Regions from separate parts of the Mus musculus genome. Here regions 2, 3, 4 and 5 are each linked to region 1. The links are chromatin contacts, called in public ChIA-PET, Hi-C and promoter capture Hi-C maps. All regions are on one chromosome and are shown on one strand. Each heading gives the region's core, a stretch centred on a gene start, on an enhancer-like site or on the middle of the called end of the contact. The rest is flanking DNA. Distances are from core to core; before and after follow the strand shown.

The links. Promoter capture Hi-C pulls out the DNA fragments that hold promoters and counts their contacts. A called contact is a pair of places that touch in the nucleus more often than the background predicts. ChIA-PET counts read pairs in DNA pulled down with a chosen protein or histone mark.
Region 2: a promoter capture Hi-C map of hippocampal neurons shows a contact between it and region 1, with 2.6 times the contacts expected there. The contact joins the enhancer-like site here to the promoter of Ccdc88c in region 1. A contact is called at or near these places in 12 of 39 promoter capture datasets (the 3T3-L1 cell line, the C10 cell line, the HPC-7 cell line and 8 more), 9 of 484 Hi-C or Micro-C datasets (the HPC-7 cell line, brown adipocytes, cerebellar granule neurons and 6 more) and 4 of 9 other capture datasets (adipose tissue, liver, macrophages and 1 more).
Region 3: a contact with region 1 is called in an RNA polymerase II ChIA-PET map of memory CD8 T cells, with 21 read pairs. The contact joins the enhancer-like site here to the promoter of Ccdc88c in region 1. A contact is called at or near these places in 2 of 39 promoter capture datasets (embryonic stem cells and neutrophils) and 1 of 115 datasets of contacts at active chromatin or transcription factors (memory CD8 T cells).
Region 4: a Hi-C map of pre-B cells shows a contact between it and region 1, with 2.7 times the contacts expected there. The contact joins the enhancer-like site here to the promoter of Ccdc88c in region 1. A contact is called at or near these places in 14 of 39 promoter capture datasets (the C10 cell line, the HPC-7 cell line, cranial neural crest and 8 more), 12 of 484 Hi-C or Micro-C datasets (the G1E-ER4 cell line, cerebral cortex, embryonic stem cells and 5 more), 1 of 115 datasets of contacts at active chromatin or transcription factors (memory CD8 T cells) and 4 of 9 other capture datasets (adipose tissue, embryonic stem cells, liver and 1 more).
Region 5: a contact with region 1 is called in a promoter capture Hi-C map of the HPC-7 cell line. The contact joins the enhancer-like site here to the promoter of Ccdc88c in region 1. A contact is called at or near these places in 12 of 39 promoter capture datasets (the HPC-7 cell line, cranial neural crest, embryonic stem cells and 7 more), 10 of 484 Hi-C or Micro-C datasets (the G1E-ER4 cell line, embryonic stem cells, erythroblasts and 4 more), 1 of 115 datasets of contacts at active chromatin or transcription factors (memory CD8 T cells) and 4 of 9 other capture datasets (adipose tissue, embryonic stem cells, liver and 1 more).

What each region holds. Positions count from the first base shown.
Region 1 is chr12:101,027,587-101,030,207 of GRCm38.p6, forward strand. It overlaps Ccdc88c (coiled-coil domain containing 88C), which reads right to left and starts at 1,305. Exons shown (of 30, transcript NM_026681.5): 1 at 1,186-1,305; 2 at 650-750. The coding sequence starts at 1,245.
Region 2 is chr12:100,567,765-100,570,385 of GRCm38.p6, forward strand. The region is part of intron 13 of Rps6ka5 (ribosomal protein S6 kinase, polypeptide 5); the gene reads right to left. Among named protein-coding and RNA genes, the nearest start is that of Ttc7b, 48 kb to the left of the region's middle. Within about 2 kb of position 1,312, at least 22 of the 459 cell types and tissues checked have an H3K27ac peak or open chromatin away from gene starts, as enhancers often do. A contact at or near this core is called in cortical neurons and hippocampal neurons, where this site is marked.
Region 3 is chr12:100,638,541-100,641,161 of GRCm38.p6, forward strand. The region is part of intron 3 of Rps6ka5 (ribosomal protein S6 kinase, polypeptide 5); the gene reads right to left. Among named protein-coding and RNA genes, the nearest start is that of Rps6ka5, 85 kb to the right of the region's middle. Within about 2 kb of position 1,296, at least 117 of the 459 cell types and tissues checked have an H3K27ac peak or open chromatin away from gene starts, as enhancers often do. A contact at or near this core is called in memory CD8 T cells and neutrophils, where this site is marked.
Region 4 is chr12:100,710,274-100,712,894 of GRCm38.p6, forward strand. The region is part of intron 1 of Rps6ka5 (ribosomal protein S6 kinase, polypeptide 5); the gene reads right to left. Among named protein-coding and RNA genes, the nearest start is that of Rps6ka5, 14 kb to the right of the region's middle. Within about 2 kb of position 1,323, at least 63 of the 459 cell types and tissues checked have an H3K27ac peak or open chromatin away from gene starts, as enhancers often do. A contact at or near this core is called in the G1E-ER4 cell line, the HPC-7 cell line, hematopoietic stem and progenitor cells and 2 more, where this site is marked.
Region 5 is chr12:100,727,884-100,730,504 of GRCm38.p6, forward strand. No RefSeq gene overlaps it. Among named protein-coding and RNA genes, the nearest start is that of Rps6ka5, 4.1 kb to the left of the region's middle. Within about 2 kb of position 1,313, at least 46 of the 459 cell types and tissues checked have an H3K27ac peak or open chromatin away from gene starts, as enhancers often do. A contact at or near this core is called in the G1E-ER4 cell line, the HPC-7 cell line, hematopoietic stem and progenitor cells and 1 more, where this site is marked.

The sequences.
Region 1 (2,621 bases), core at 55-2,554:
TTATTTTGTTCCAAGTGCCTGTGACTCATACTGTCACTCACTTCCAATAGGATCCCCGAAGCTTCTAAGTTAAACACAGAATGGAGGGGTAGGAGCCAACACCTAAGTGGTGCTAAGATGTCAGACAGACAGGCTCTGCAGAACTCCACAACGGATGTGGTCAGAGGTGCGGCCGGCAAGTAGTATCTACGAGACCCTGTTTAAGCCCAAGCAAACGTTCTAAACAGCCAGCCTGCCTGCCTGCCTGTGTGCCTTCTAAACCCAATTCACACAAGGACGATTAATGACTGCATCTGCCCCAACAATTGGGAAGAGAAGGAGATTCAGAAGCCCAGTTCCCAAGCCACAGTGAAACTGCGTTCACACCGCGATGCTCCAGACCCAGCGGACATTTCCTGTAACCAACCAGACCCTCTTTACAGTTCTGTGTCCCTCCAAAAAGAAAAGGGACTTTTGGTGTCAGCACTCAGACTACCATCAAGTGCCCGAGTTTACAAATGAGTCAACCGCAAATTTCCTTAGCTCGAATGAGGTGCTGGGGGATGGGGGGGTCCAACGGCCCACCTGAACGGAATCCCTCCCTGGCCATCCGGCATTCACGCTACAATCTTAGGTTTCTTAAAGTATCCTCTCTGAAGAGGCAACTTACATTTGCAGCATGATTTGATTCAAAAAGATGCCGTCCACTAAATCCATGTACAGAGTCAAGTTGTCCTGGTGGCCGCTTCCAAACGATCCAAAAGTTTTCACCTGCGGGGAGGCAAAAGCATGTTGGTCTGACGCTGGGGGACAAGGCAGGCCAGGGAGGTCACCAACCACCGTGGTACTCTTCGCAGGCAGCAAGCCTACCCTTCCCGAACCGCGGTCCTTTCCCGCCTCCGGACAGGACTTCTGGCTAACTTTTCTCCAGCGTCCCAGAACGCGAGGAAAATAGAGAAATAAATAAAAAGGACTTTTCAACAAAATCCTCACGTCTCAGACGCACAGGAAGGCAGCACGCTCAGCCCGCCGGTCCACGGTCCCACTCTGCGCCCCTACCGCGGGTCTCTGAGCTTCAGGAGGGGTCACCCCCCTTCCCCGCCCCCACGGCCGCCGGGAACAGGTGCGCGTTCCCGAGTGGGAAGCCGTGGGGACGCCCACCCGACACGGAGCCTCCCGGTCCCCGGTGCCGCTCCGAGCGCTCACCCAGGTCACCAGAGGGCTCTGCAGAAACAGCTCAACGAGCTGCGACACCGTCACGTCCATGCTGAGCCGCGGCCGCGCCGCACAAAGCGGCTCCGGCAGCCGGCGGCGGGCGCGGGAGACAAAGGCGGGGCGCGAGCCCACGGTGCGCGGCTGCGGCCCCGCCCGCCCGGGGAGAGCGAGAGGTGGGGGCGAGGAGGGGGAGGGAGGGGCGACGCGGTCCCTCCTCGGTCGCCCGGTGCCCTGCGCAGCCTAGCGGAGAGGAGCCGCACCGGGCCGGGTGCGCGTTGGGGGAGCGGGGACGGGAGTGGGGCGGGGCCTCAGCACGTGGCGGCCCGAGTGCGCGGGCAGGTGCAGCCTGCGCGCGCAGACCTGGGCCCGAGAGGAAGAGGCTTGGTGTAAGCCTCAGACTGCAGGGTTGCGCATCAGTGCATCTGCTTTGCCGACTCCCCGGCTTCTCCCTTCCTGAAGTTCCTTCAGGATGGATGCTGGCGGTGTGGCCGCCCCACGCGTGTGCGCCCCTGCTATGGCTCTACCCTCCCTCCACCATAGCACGCCGTGCGGGAGAGCCCGTCCCGGCCGCAGTGCGCAGCGGCAGCTTTGAGCCTGGGCTCCCAGCGCGATGGACGCCGTGCCCCCTGCTGGCGGGGGCTGTGTGCTTGGAGGCCTGCAGCCCCACGTTCTCACCACTTCCTGGTAATAACTTCGCTCCCCGAGCTGGGCCATTGTTGCATGTACTCTTGTCTTGACGAGTTTAATCCTCACTGCGATGCGGGAATGTTAACCCGAAGCCCCTGGCACACTCCTAGGGAGAACACACCAGGTACTCAATGACTACCCTTTGGCTAGTCATTTTGCAGCGTAGCTTTTTCACGTATTAGGGATGTGACATCTGCTGATGACATGTGGTATTACAGTTCTGCCTGGTTGGAAAGCCTGTTAATAAATAGACTGTAGCCCCCAGTATACTGGCAAGGTTCCAAGAAATGTGGAAGTCAGAATAACAAATAAAGGGTGGAGGTGGGGGGGCTTCTGCAATGAAGAGCATTTGCTTCTATTCCAGAGGGCCTGGGCTTGTTTTCCGGCACTGACAGGATGGTTCGCAACTATCATTAAGTTGAATTTCAAGGCCTCTGAGGGCACCAGACATACATATGGTATACATTCATAAAGGCAGAACACTAAAACTCATAAAAAGTAAAACAAATCTTACCCAAAAAAGTGGGGTGGGAATGATGGTACAGCTTTGTAACCCCAGTACTGGGGAGATGGAGGCAAAAGGATCTTCAAGTTATCCTTGTCTACATAACAACTTCAGAGCTAGCCTGGGCTCAATGACATCCTGTCTCAGGCCATGGCAGTCAGTTCTGGTTCCTGTAATCACAGAATTTGGTGGGGCTGAACCAGGAGGGCCTTGAGTTCCAGGCTAGCCTGGGCTA
Region 2 (2,621 bases), core at 62-2,561, 460 kb before region 1:
GCCCAGAAAGGGAAACTCGGTTTTCTCCAAGGATAAACCCTGACAGATTACCTAATCTCAAGCAGCCAGCAGGAGTGAGGGGGCAGGGTAGGTGGAGTGGGGAGAAGGTAAGTGCAAATGATGTAAAGACAGTACTCAGTTATGAAATTATAAAACAGAAAAACTTAATGTAAAAAAAGAAGGGGGTGGAAAAAACAAAGAAAGGAAAAATTGAAATAGTTTTCTATCATACAATGCTCAGACCTTGATTTTTGACGACTGAGGTCACCAATCATGGGTGTTTTCTTGGGACATATCGGTCCTTCAGCAATTATACTAGAGGTTCTCTGTGCAGTGCCAGGCGGTGTGCTACACATCTTACCAGAAGCACGTTTGGCTCCATCTCCACAGGGCCTGTCAAGGCTCTGGCAAGAACGGGTTTGTTCCACTAAGACTAATGAAGGAATTCTTTGGTCATCTTGGAGGAAGTGAGGGCATTCCCTTTACACTGGCGACTCTAACCCTCCTCTCATAGAACACGTAAAACCAGAGCTTACTGCTTACTTCCTCCTGCCCCAGGGTAGCAAGGGAAGTATCAGGACAGTTCCACATGGGTGTGTGCATGGCCAGGAAGGGACAAAAGTAACAGTTGAGCCACTTCTATCCTCATCTCGGTTTCTGCCTGAAAATACTATCATATACAGAACTTTCTTAATCCTTTAAGAGGATCAATATGAAGACTACCAAGCAGCCCTCTAAGAATGCCAGTCAGCTTCTAAATCTGTCTGGTTCTCACCTAGAGCTTAGAGTTCTGTCTATGTAGAAAAAGAACGCCATCTAACTATCTAAACAGTCACAACTAAAATGCTGCCTAGGAAAGGGATTCAACTTTTAGTTTGGAAATAATATACTCTGCCATTTAAAAGTCAAAGTGAGAGCTATAGTTAGGAAAGTGCTAGTTCAAAGGTACGTTTTTACTTTCCTAAAACCCAGTTTAAGAATAAAATGATGGTAGAACATATAGTGTAATCTGACATTTCTGCTTCACTTCAAGCTACAAAAGCATCTATTTGATCAGGAAAGGAAGAAGACAAATTTAAATTCTGCTGCCGAGGACATGTGCCTCATTCGAGACACCATGAGATGACAGATGGCCAGTTATCAAAGAATAAAACATGTGAAAATGAGTTCTATACAGTCATGGAACAGATCTTTTCCATTAAAAAACTACATGCCTGTTCCTTGTCTATCAAGCAAACGTTTAAGTAGTGTGCTCTCACATTTAAACTAGACAGCTCATCTCGGAGCCCAGAGCACCATGTTTTCAGTGGGTGTTACGTAGGAGAGTGAGAATTGGGATGAAGGAAGCCGAGGGGAGCTAGCAGAGCTGTGAGTTCCTACGACACAAGCCACTTCTGATTAATTACTAGCAATGGGAAGAACAGTAATAAAGTACTCAAAAATTTAAAACCTTTAAAGGAATAAATCAATTGTCTTCTGTACCCCTGAGGATCACAACTGTGGGTTCAAACTACTACCCACTAAAAACTTCAAACAAACAGACAAAAAAACAAAACAAAACAAAACAATCTACCCACAAAAAAAAGCAACAAAAACCCCTTCAAAACTGTACAGAATATGAAAAGATTTTTTGTGATTATTCCCTAAAATATACATATTTATCATTTACATCAAAATAGATATCATAAATAACTTAGAGAGAGGATTTAAAGTATACGAAAGGATCACGTAGGTTATATGAAAATAAAATAATATTCAATTTCATGTAAGAGGTTTGATATCCATAGGGAGCTTCGGTACCAATCCTCCACAGATACAGAGAACTGTATTTGAATACATATACTGTAGCTGTCCTCAGACACACCAGAAGAGGGCATCAGGTCTCATTACATGTGGTTGTGAGTCACCATGTGGTTGCTGGGATTTGAACTCAGGAATCTTCAGAAGAGCAGTTAGTGCTCTTACCTTCTGAGCCAATTCACCAGCCCTATGTTTCCACTTTTAAAATATCAATTTTGTTTGAGAAAGGTTTTCTCAGTGTGGTCCTGGCTGTCCTGAACTCACTCTGTCGACCAGGCTGGCCTTGAACTTAGAGATCTCACTTCCTCTGCCTCCCAAGGGCTGGGATAAAAGTATGTACCTCTACTGCCCATCTTTTTAAAACATTTTTAAATAATTTAAGCACAAGATTAAAAAAATTGCTTTTACAGAAATATTCTTTTTTGATTTAATAAAAAAGGAACATCAAGCCCATTAATATTTTAAATAGACTTGAAAATATATTATGATCACATAGAAACTAAAAATAATATCCTATTTTAGAGCAGAAATATATATAATTTCTCATTTGGTAAAGGATAATTTTTAAAAAAAAAGTCATTGGCTTTTGTTTTCCAAGCTCATTATTACTTATTTTTAAAAAGAGAGGAATTTTCATATTTTTGATACTAAAAATGGATCATTCTGAGTTAAAACCTTCTTAATTAGCCTTCTTAAGGAAATATAAAAAGTTGTTGCTCTGCACTGCTCTCCAGGTCTATAAATACCACAGTCGTGAGCATACTGAAGCACATATAGATAGGACAGCTTATTAAACCAAGGCAGGGCCTCGTGTGTAACTA
Region 3 (2,621 bases), core at 46-2,545, 390 kb before region 1:
CATAATGCCATGGGGGCAACATGCTACCTTCTGGTAGATGGAGAAGCCTACCCCACAGGACAGTACTCTCGTCTAGGACTGTAAGCCCAGCCGCAAAACCAATGTATGAATGCCATAGTCCAAAGGGGAGAACTTACTATTATTATTTTGCTAAACAAATATAGTAAGAACTGCCTTTTATAGACTTATCTTTGTACTCATAGATGAGTGCAGCCTTCAGCAGAGGCCCTTTTTGTGGTGGTTAAAATACTAGGATTCATAACTGGTTAAAAGTATGGAGAATAAGTGACTATGGAGTGCTCAGCTGTTAAAGGAAGTGCATATCACATATACACAAACCCTCAATATTAAACGAACACCATAGAAGGGGCAAAAAGAATTTAAGAGCCATATTGGGGAAAGCTGATGTAAAACATCTTCTGAACAGGACATGCCTTCTATATAAACTCACTGCAGCTGAGGTTCCCTGTACAAGATCAGAATCATCAAACTTTCATCGAAGAAGGAGGAAGAGTTTATGAGGCCTCACACCTCCCGGAAGGATTACAAAGTTAACAGTGGCTGGAGGAAGGAGTGTCACTCTTTGGTGGTCTAAAGCTGCCTAGTGAGTGACTAGGCAGGCTCATGCAGAAGTCCTGCTCAGGTACATGGGTAACATGCCTAGGGAGACAAGACTGTAGGAAGGGGGCTTCCTGGGAAGAAGAAGGATTCAGTGAAGCAGCTGGGAAAGTAAAGCAATGGGGGAGAGTAACTAAAATTCAGTGTACACCTTAGAAACTGTCAACATCCACAACAAACCCTTCAAAACAAGTAAGTAACCACAGTCTACAGGCTTATTCTGAAAAACAGATAAATCAAACTTTTCCAGGGTTTATTAAACAGAACCACCACTGCAAATAAAGTCTCTTGCTGTGAATAACAAACATATAGTATTTATCCACTTGGTATATTTCAAAACTAAAAGGTCCGATTCTGCCGTATTTGTAACAACCTTTTCTCTGGAATTGCCTGTCCTGCTTGTGCAGGAGCCGTATTAGCCTCTGTACGCTTCCATTTTAATGTGTGTGCTGCTGAAGCAAGGACCCTCCTGGCGCTCTTACTCTCCCTGACGAGAAGCCCTTGTTGGAGCAAAGGGGGTAACTCTCTCTGATGAAAGGGAGCTGACATCTTTCTTTGGTAGAGCACACTCACAGGTTTCCGTTTGTACACACTACCTAATGTTGAGTACTGCTGGACTACAGAACGGCTCCAGTGCAGTTTCCACTGAGGATGCAGTGCAAGAGCCACAGGTGGAGCCCACGAGCTGCTTCGGAGCTGGCGTGCTCACAGCTTCTACAAGCCTACTTGTGGGAGGGCAAGCACAGAGCTGACAGGCAAACTACAACCTCCTGCTTTCAAGGAAAGTCTCTCTTCTGCTTTCAGTCTCCAGTCCCACTTGCTTTCCTTTCTGTTTCTAGTTTTGTATGCCCACTCTTCATATGATGACACCTTGCAGCTCGTCAAACCCGCCACAGGGAGCCTTCTCTTGTGAATCAGCTGTATTTACTTAAAAGAAGGAATGTCTGACAGCAGTTCCTGTCTGTTCTGTGACATCTGCTACTACAATGCACAATGAACCATTGTTACCATCTCATCAAGCATCAACACCTTTGCAATTTCTGAGATAAAACTAGGACTCAAACATGAACTTCAATATCTAAAACATCTAGCTCCTATTGAAAAGGATGACACATCAGGACAAAACTGTCTACAAGACTGAGGTAGCATTTGTTAAAAATGTTCTAAATACACTTGGAATTAGCTTCTTTTATGTCTGATGAATCCCACTGATTAACCTGACTGATTATTAAAGTCAAAGATCAGCCAGTGTTTTGAAAAATCACCATTTTCAGAGACTATTAGAAGAAAAAACTGTTTTGTACAGATTATTTTCCACATAGAATTTCGACTTCTGTTGAAATAATGAGCTCCAAAAACCAGAAAATAGATGAAAATGTTTTTATATTTCTTGTATCAGAACATAGGTAGAAGGAAACTTATATAAAAAAAAGTTAAGCTATTCATATTATAAAATTTGGAAAAGCTGCAAGAAATACAAAAGGGGGAAAACATCAAATATATATGATGTCATATAGTTAAGATAAGACAAAGGAACATAAGAAGCTATAGAACAACATTTTATAGAAAAATGTGACTTAACTGAACTGGAGACTTGACTCAGTCAGTAAATGGCTTGCTCTCTAAGTGTGAAGACTTGAGTTTAATCCCCAGAACCCATGAAAAGAGTCAGATATGGAGGCACACAACTGTACTCCTAGAGCTGGGGAAGTTCAAAACAAGAGAATCCATATGGACCCTATTAAATCCCCAAGCTAGCCTAACTGATGAGATCCAGGTGCAGAGAAAGACCCTTTCTGAAAGATAAGGTGAAGATAGATTGTAGACGACATCTAATGTTAACAACCTCTGACTTCCACATGTGCATGTACACACACACACACACACACACACACACACACACACACACACACACACACCTTTCAACGGGCGAGTTTAGAGCAAGGGGCAGTAAATAATAACTCAGAGGGCAAATCTAGTCCACTACCAATTTATAATTAAGA
Region 4 (2,621 bases), core at 73-2,572, 320 kb before region 1:
GGTACAAGAAAAGAGGGCTCAATCAGAGAGAGAATCAGAAACACCCAACGAAGGAGATAGTGCAAGCCAGTGGGGAAAAGAACTAGGCAGAAAAGCATTCTGTTGTTAAACAAGGAGAGCAATAAACACTCAAGCACCAGGTACTCCAAAGAAGTGACAATAGATTCAAACTGAGACATCCTATCAGACCAGCAAAGCAGGGACAAGCTTCATAACTGTGGAGCAGTTGAGAACTGACACTAAAGCACATCAGAGTCTAGGGGGAGAAAACATAGAAACTAGTGGAATAAAAAGCCTATGCAAAGCCCTGTGCAAAGAAGACTTTTCAGTAACTAGAGGACTTGGAACGGTTGGCTGGTTAGCTGGCTGGCTCATATGATAAGAAGACACAAGTATGTTTATGGGAAGGAAAACAGGGAAGGGGGTTAACTCTTAATTAGCCAATTTTTAGTAGGTTTAGAAAACAATCTGATTTGATCTTATTTAATATGCTTAAAATCTTTTAATATACCAACTAGAAAATGTATATTTTATAATCTCATTTTCTGGGACCAACCAAGTAGGATTATAAAATAGCTTTTCCCATAAAACCTTATCCTTGATTATTCAGTATTACAAAACACAATATTCTTGGGTTAATTTAATTTCAGTCAGAAGGTGACAATTGTATGCAGTGAGAAAAAAAGTCTGCTGCTGCTATTTGAAGGGTTTGTTTTCCCCTTTTTCTGTCATGGGAAAAAATATTTATGAAGTAACTTACCAGATAAGCTACAGTTAGGAAGTGCCCAGCATAGTCCTAACAACACACATTAACTGTATGCTAAAGCCTTGACTCCTATCTACAAAGTCCAAGTAGTGCAATTTTAGTAAATGCATGGGAACTTGAAAACTCGGCGAAAATGCTAGCACATCGAGTTCCCTTCAACTGCCAGGTGGTAAACTGCTGTGAAGCTTTTTCGAGTTGTGGTTGGGCCTCAAACCATGTCTCTGGAGAGCACTGGCAGCCGAACAAAGTTATATTTAATATCTGTGCACTTTAAACAACGCTGCCCACTTTATTGCTGTGATCACATACCTCGAAGATGTACTGTACTCTGGGTATATACGACAGCAGTGTATTATCACTTATCCCAGTGATTCTAGAATTATACAACGAAACATATGCAAAACTTATGCAAAAACTGAGTCAAAACAAAACAGTAATGGTCTTTCCCCCCAATACATGTACCAAAATAAGTATAATTTAAAACTAAACTAAACTAAACTTAAACCACTTCAAAAGGAAACAGAAAATTAAGCTTACTAAGAATCTGGCATGAGCTAGAGACTATGTTCAGTTCTCTGACCATGGAAAGCACAGAAACGCCTGATTGGCTGGGCCTGAAAATGTCTTCAGTGAGTTGCTCTGCAACATGCTACAAGCTTTTCTTCATAGCCTGAAAGTAAAATAATACTCTTAGGATGTTTTTCTGTATCTTAGAACTTTTTCCAAAGACCAGAATAACATTTTTCTTAAAACAATGTAGCTATTTATCTTGAATAAAGCATTGCCTTTTCTTTACAATTCACAGAGGAACAAAACAATCATGCCCTCAAAACTTCCATATCTTCCTGTCACCAAATCTACAAATGCACCTGCATCCTCTCCCCAGTCCTTTCCTAACAAAAGCAGCTTTCTTATCAGACACCAGCCTGCCCTGCAGCCCCAGGTAAACTAAATGCTCCCCTTCTCGGGGTTCTTGACATCATCATTTACGGTCTAATGCCATTTCAGTCTCTGTGACACACGGATGTTTCAGCATGATCTAGCATCAGTCATCCTAAAACAAGGAAACAGGAAATAAACCTCCTTGAAGTCCCTATTTCAATCCCCTCCAGAACAAAGTCTCTCAAAAGTTACGGTCCTTGCAATTCACCCTTCAAACATTCCAATCCGACTCTGCCCCACTCATCTTCCACCAGACTGCCCTTAACACAGCTCCTCTGGCCAATGGAGCGGACACTGCATACACACCCCATCCTCTTTAGTAGCCATCCACATCCAAAACCACAAACTGTGAGATTATATCCAGGTTCTTCCTCTGTAGTCTGTCTTAGCAACTCACTTTCTTGATAATCCTTCTTTATTTTTGTTTTTTGTTTGTTTTTCAGTACTTAGTTCTAAATCCTCTCTCTAGAGCATCTCCAAAAGAAAACTTCCCTGCTTACCTGGCTTTAGGGGTATTTATATTTTTGTGACACCAGGATTCTTATTTGAGCCCAAACCTATTTGGGTTTCAACTGATTCTTTTACTCGCTTCTGGGGTAACATTGAGCAAACCACCTGTTGAAGACTGAGTTTCCCAATTTGCTAAAGTAGAATAACAGGACATGATTCACAATGTTACTGTCTGAGCTAAATGAGTTAAAGTACATACTGTAACACATACAGTTCATCATCCATAGTTACTACCACCATATATATATATATCCATCATAATCTGGCAAAGGCTCCTAAAAGTTACCTTAGTTACGATGTTAAACTAGGTTCCATGTTTTCTGCAGAGCTATGTAGTCATCTCTCCTAGTTCACCATCTAGAAATCCTAAAATGACCCTAGTCATTTCACTACCGCTCTTCAT
Region 5 (2,621 bases), core at 63-2,562, 300 kb before region 1:
TGAAAGAGAGAAACTAGCCGGTCGAGAGAAATAATGGAGCCAAGATGATTCCCTGTTCAAGGCTCAGTGTTTATTAGCAGTCTGCGCTGTTTTGTTGCCAAGTTGTTAGCACTAGTCCGCCAGAGCAGAGCCATTAGCAGTAAGTCGCCAATTTCACAGGTAGTCAGCTACCTCAAGAACCTCTCCGGAAGACATGTTCAGCCTCTCAGCAGGTAGCAGAATCTCAGGGCAATTGTCACTTCAAAAGAAGCCAGCCAAGTCCGAAAGCAGCACTGCAGGTGGCCCCACCTCAGTGTTGACAAGGTCTGTACAGCTTCAGGCTGGGGGAGGCTACACTATTCTGAGGTATCTGAAGACAGCTACAATGTACTTACATATAATAAATAAATCAAGAAAGAAAGAAGGAAAGAAAGGAAGGAAGGAAGGAGGAAGGAAGGAAGGAAGGAAGGAAGTAAGGAAGGAAGGAAGGAAGGAAGGAAGAAAGAAAGAAGGGAGGGAGGGAGGGAGGAAGAAAGGAAGGGAGGAAGGAAGGAAGGAAGGAAGGAAGAAAGAAAGGAAAGAAAGAAAGAAAGAAAGAAAGAAAGAAAGAAAGAAAGAAGGAAGAAAGAAAGAAAGAAAGAAGGGAGGGAGGGAGGGAGGGAGGAAGAAAGGAAGGGAGGAAGGAAGGAAGAAAGAAAGGAAAGAAAGAAAGAAAGAAAGAAAGAAAGGAAGGAAGAAAGAAAGAAAGAAAGGAAGAAAGGAAGAGAGAGAGAAAAAGAGAGAGTGGAGACATCTAGGTGCCCCCATTAGATCGGTGCCCCACAGCTCCCTGGGTGAACCTGCCTGGCATGCCTGTTCTGCTACACTGTGACTTCATACTTAGCAGCGCTATGCAGAGCTGATCAACAGCTGTGTGCAATTGTTCATTTGTTCGTGCAACAACTTTCATTCCCATTATGTGCCAATTACTGTGGTAGGTGTCAAGGGCACAGTGCACACAAGACAGATGCCATCCTTGTTCCTTATTGAGATTACAGTTTAGGAATGGAAATAAATTCTAGGTGATTCTACATAAAGAAACTGCAAGCTTTTCATTTTGCTCACACTGAAAATGTATATCAACGTGCTATAATGGGATGCATCAGGAGTGCCTGTTTAGGTTAGAGTTGCTGGAAAGCCTTTGTATGGAAGTATTTTTTTTTTTTATTCAGAATCTTTAAAGATGCATAAGATTAACCAGAACTTTGAAAAAAAAAAAAACTGTCCTAATGCGCGCCAATCTCATTTCCTCTTCTTGGGCAAACAGGAAGAACTTTTTTCTTTTTTCAGTCCTTTTGTAGCTTGGTTCTTATGACAGTTGGCCAGTGGGCAGACACGGCCAGACACTTTCAAAACTAGCCAAGTCACCCCATGCGCGGTTGCAGTTTCCCACACTAGCTTTTGCCTTCTGCAGCAACCACGAAAGCTTCCCCTCCTCCCGCCCCGCTCTACACACCTCTCTCATTTTGTTGTTGAGACAGGGTCTCACTCTATAGCTGTGGCTCTCCTGGAACTCACTCTGTAAACAAGGCTGGTCGAAACTCTCACAGATCTGCCTGCCTCTGCCTCCCGAATACTGGGATCAAAGGCACGTGCCACCATGCACAACAAGCCACATTTTGAATACGGAGGCACTTCGTTTTGGAAGACTCCTGGACTGAGTTCTTTCTGGAAGCAAAACCACCTGACCTGCAATAAGTCTTTTAAGTACAAGCTACTGAGGTGGCAGGATGGTCCACGACAAAAGTGTTATGTACCCTACACTATTTCACAGGGGCATTGTTCAGGGGAAGAGAGTTTTCAGATGATGTTCCAAGACAGATAAAGAACCTGTTGCACTTGAGAGACCAAGAGAAAGCCAGTGGAGCTTTTATTACCATAACCAGGAGCTTGCTATGAGATGTATGCAAAGACATAATCACAAGGTATATGCCTGGCCTTATTAATATTTATGAGATTTATCCATGAAAGGGATTTAAAGTGGAGAATGATATAATTGGGATAGTGTTTTTAAAAAGTTATTTCACTGTATGTGTGTAGAGTGTGTGTGTGTGTGTGTGTGTGTGTGTGTGTGTGTGCATGTATGTATGTATGTGTGTGTGTAGTGTGTATATGGTGTGTGTATGTATGTGTGTAGTGTGTATGGTATGTTTATATGATGTGTGTGTCTGTCTGTCTGTCTGTCTGTCTGTGTGACACCTGAAATTGTCCTCCAACCCCCTATTGGTCATACAGTTGTTATTCACAGGCAAGCTGGTGGCCTGGCTTACTGAGGTAGTGTGCTCTATACAAGTGTGCCAGTTCCTTATCCCTGGATGTCCTCTGCCTCCAACTAGGTGGAAAATGAGGACCAACTCCTGAAATTGTACTCCGACCCCTTTATGTCCTAGTCCTTATTTTGTACCTAGTCAGAGGCAGGGTATTTTTGTCACTGTGGTGGATAGCTAGCCTTGCTGGCCCATGAGTTTCCAGGGATTTTCTTGTCTCTGCCTCCCATTTTGCCATAGGTACACTGGGAACATTAATGTGAGCCTGAGCTCTGGGACTCTGAGCTCACGCCCTCACGCTAGTGCAACAAGGGTTTTACCCACACACCAGATCTG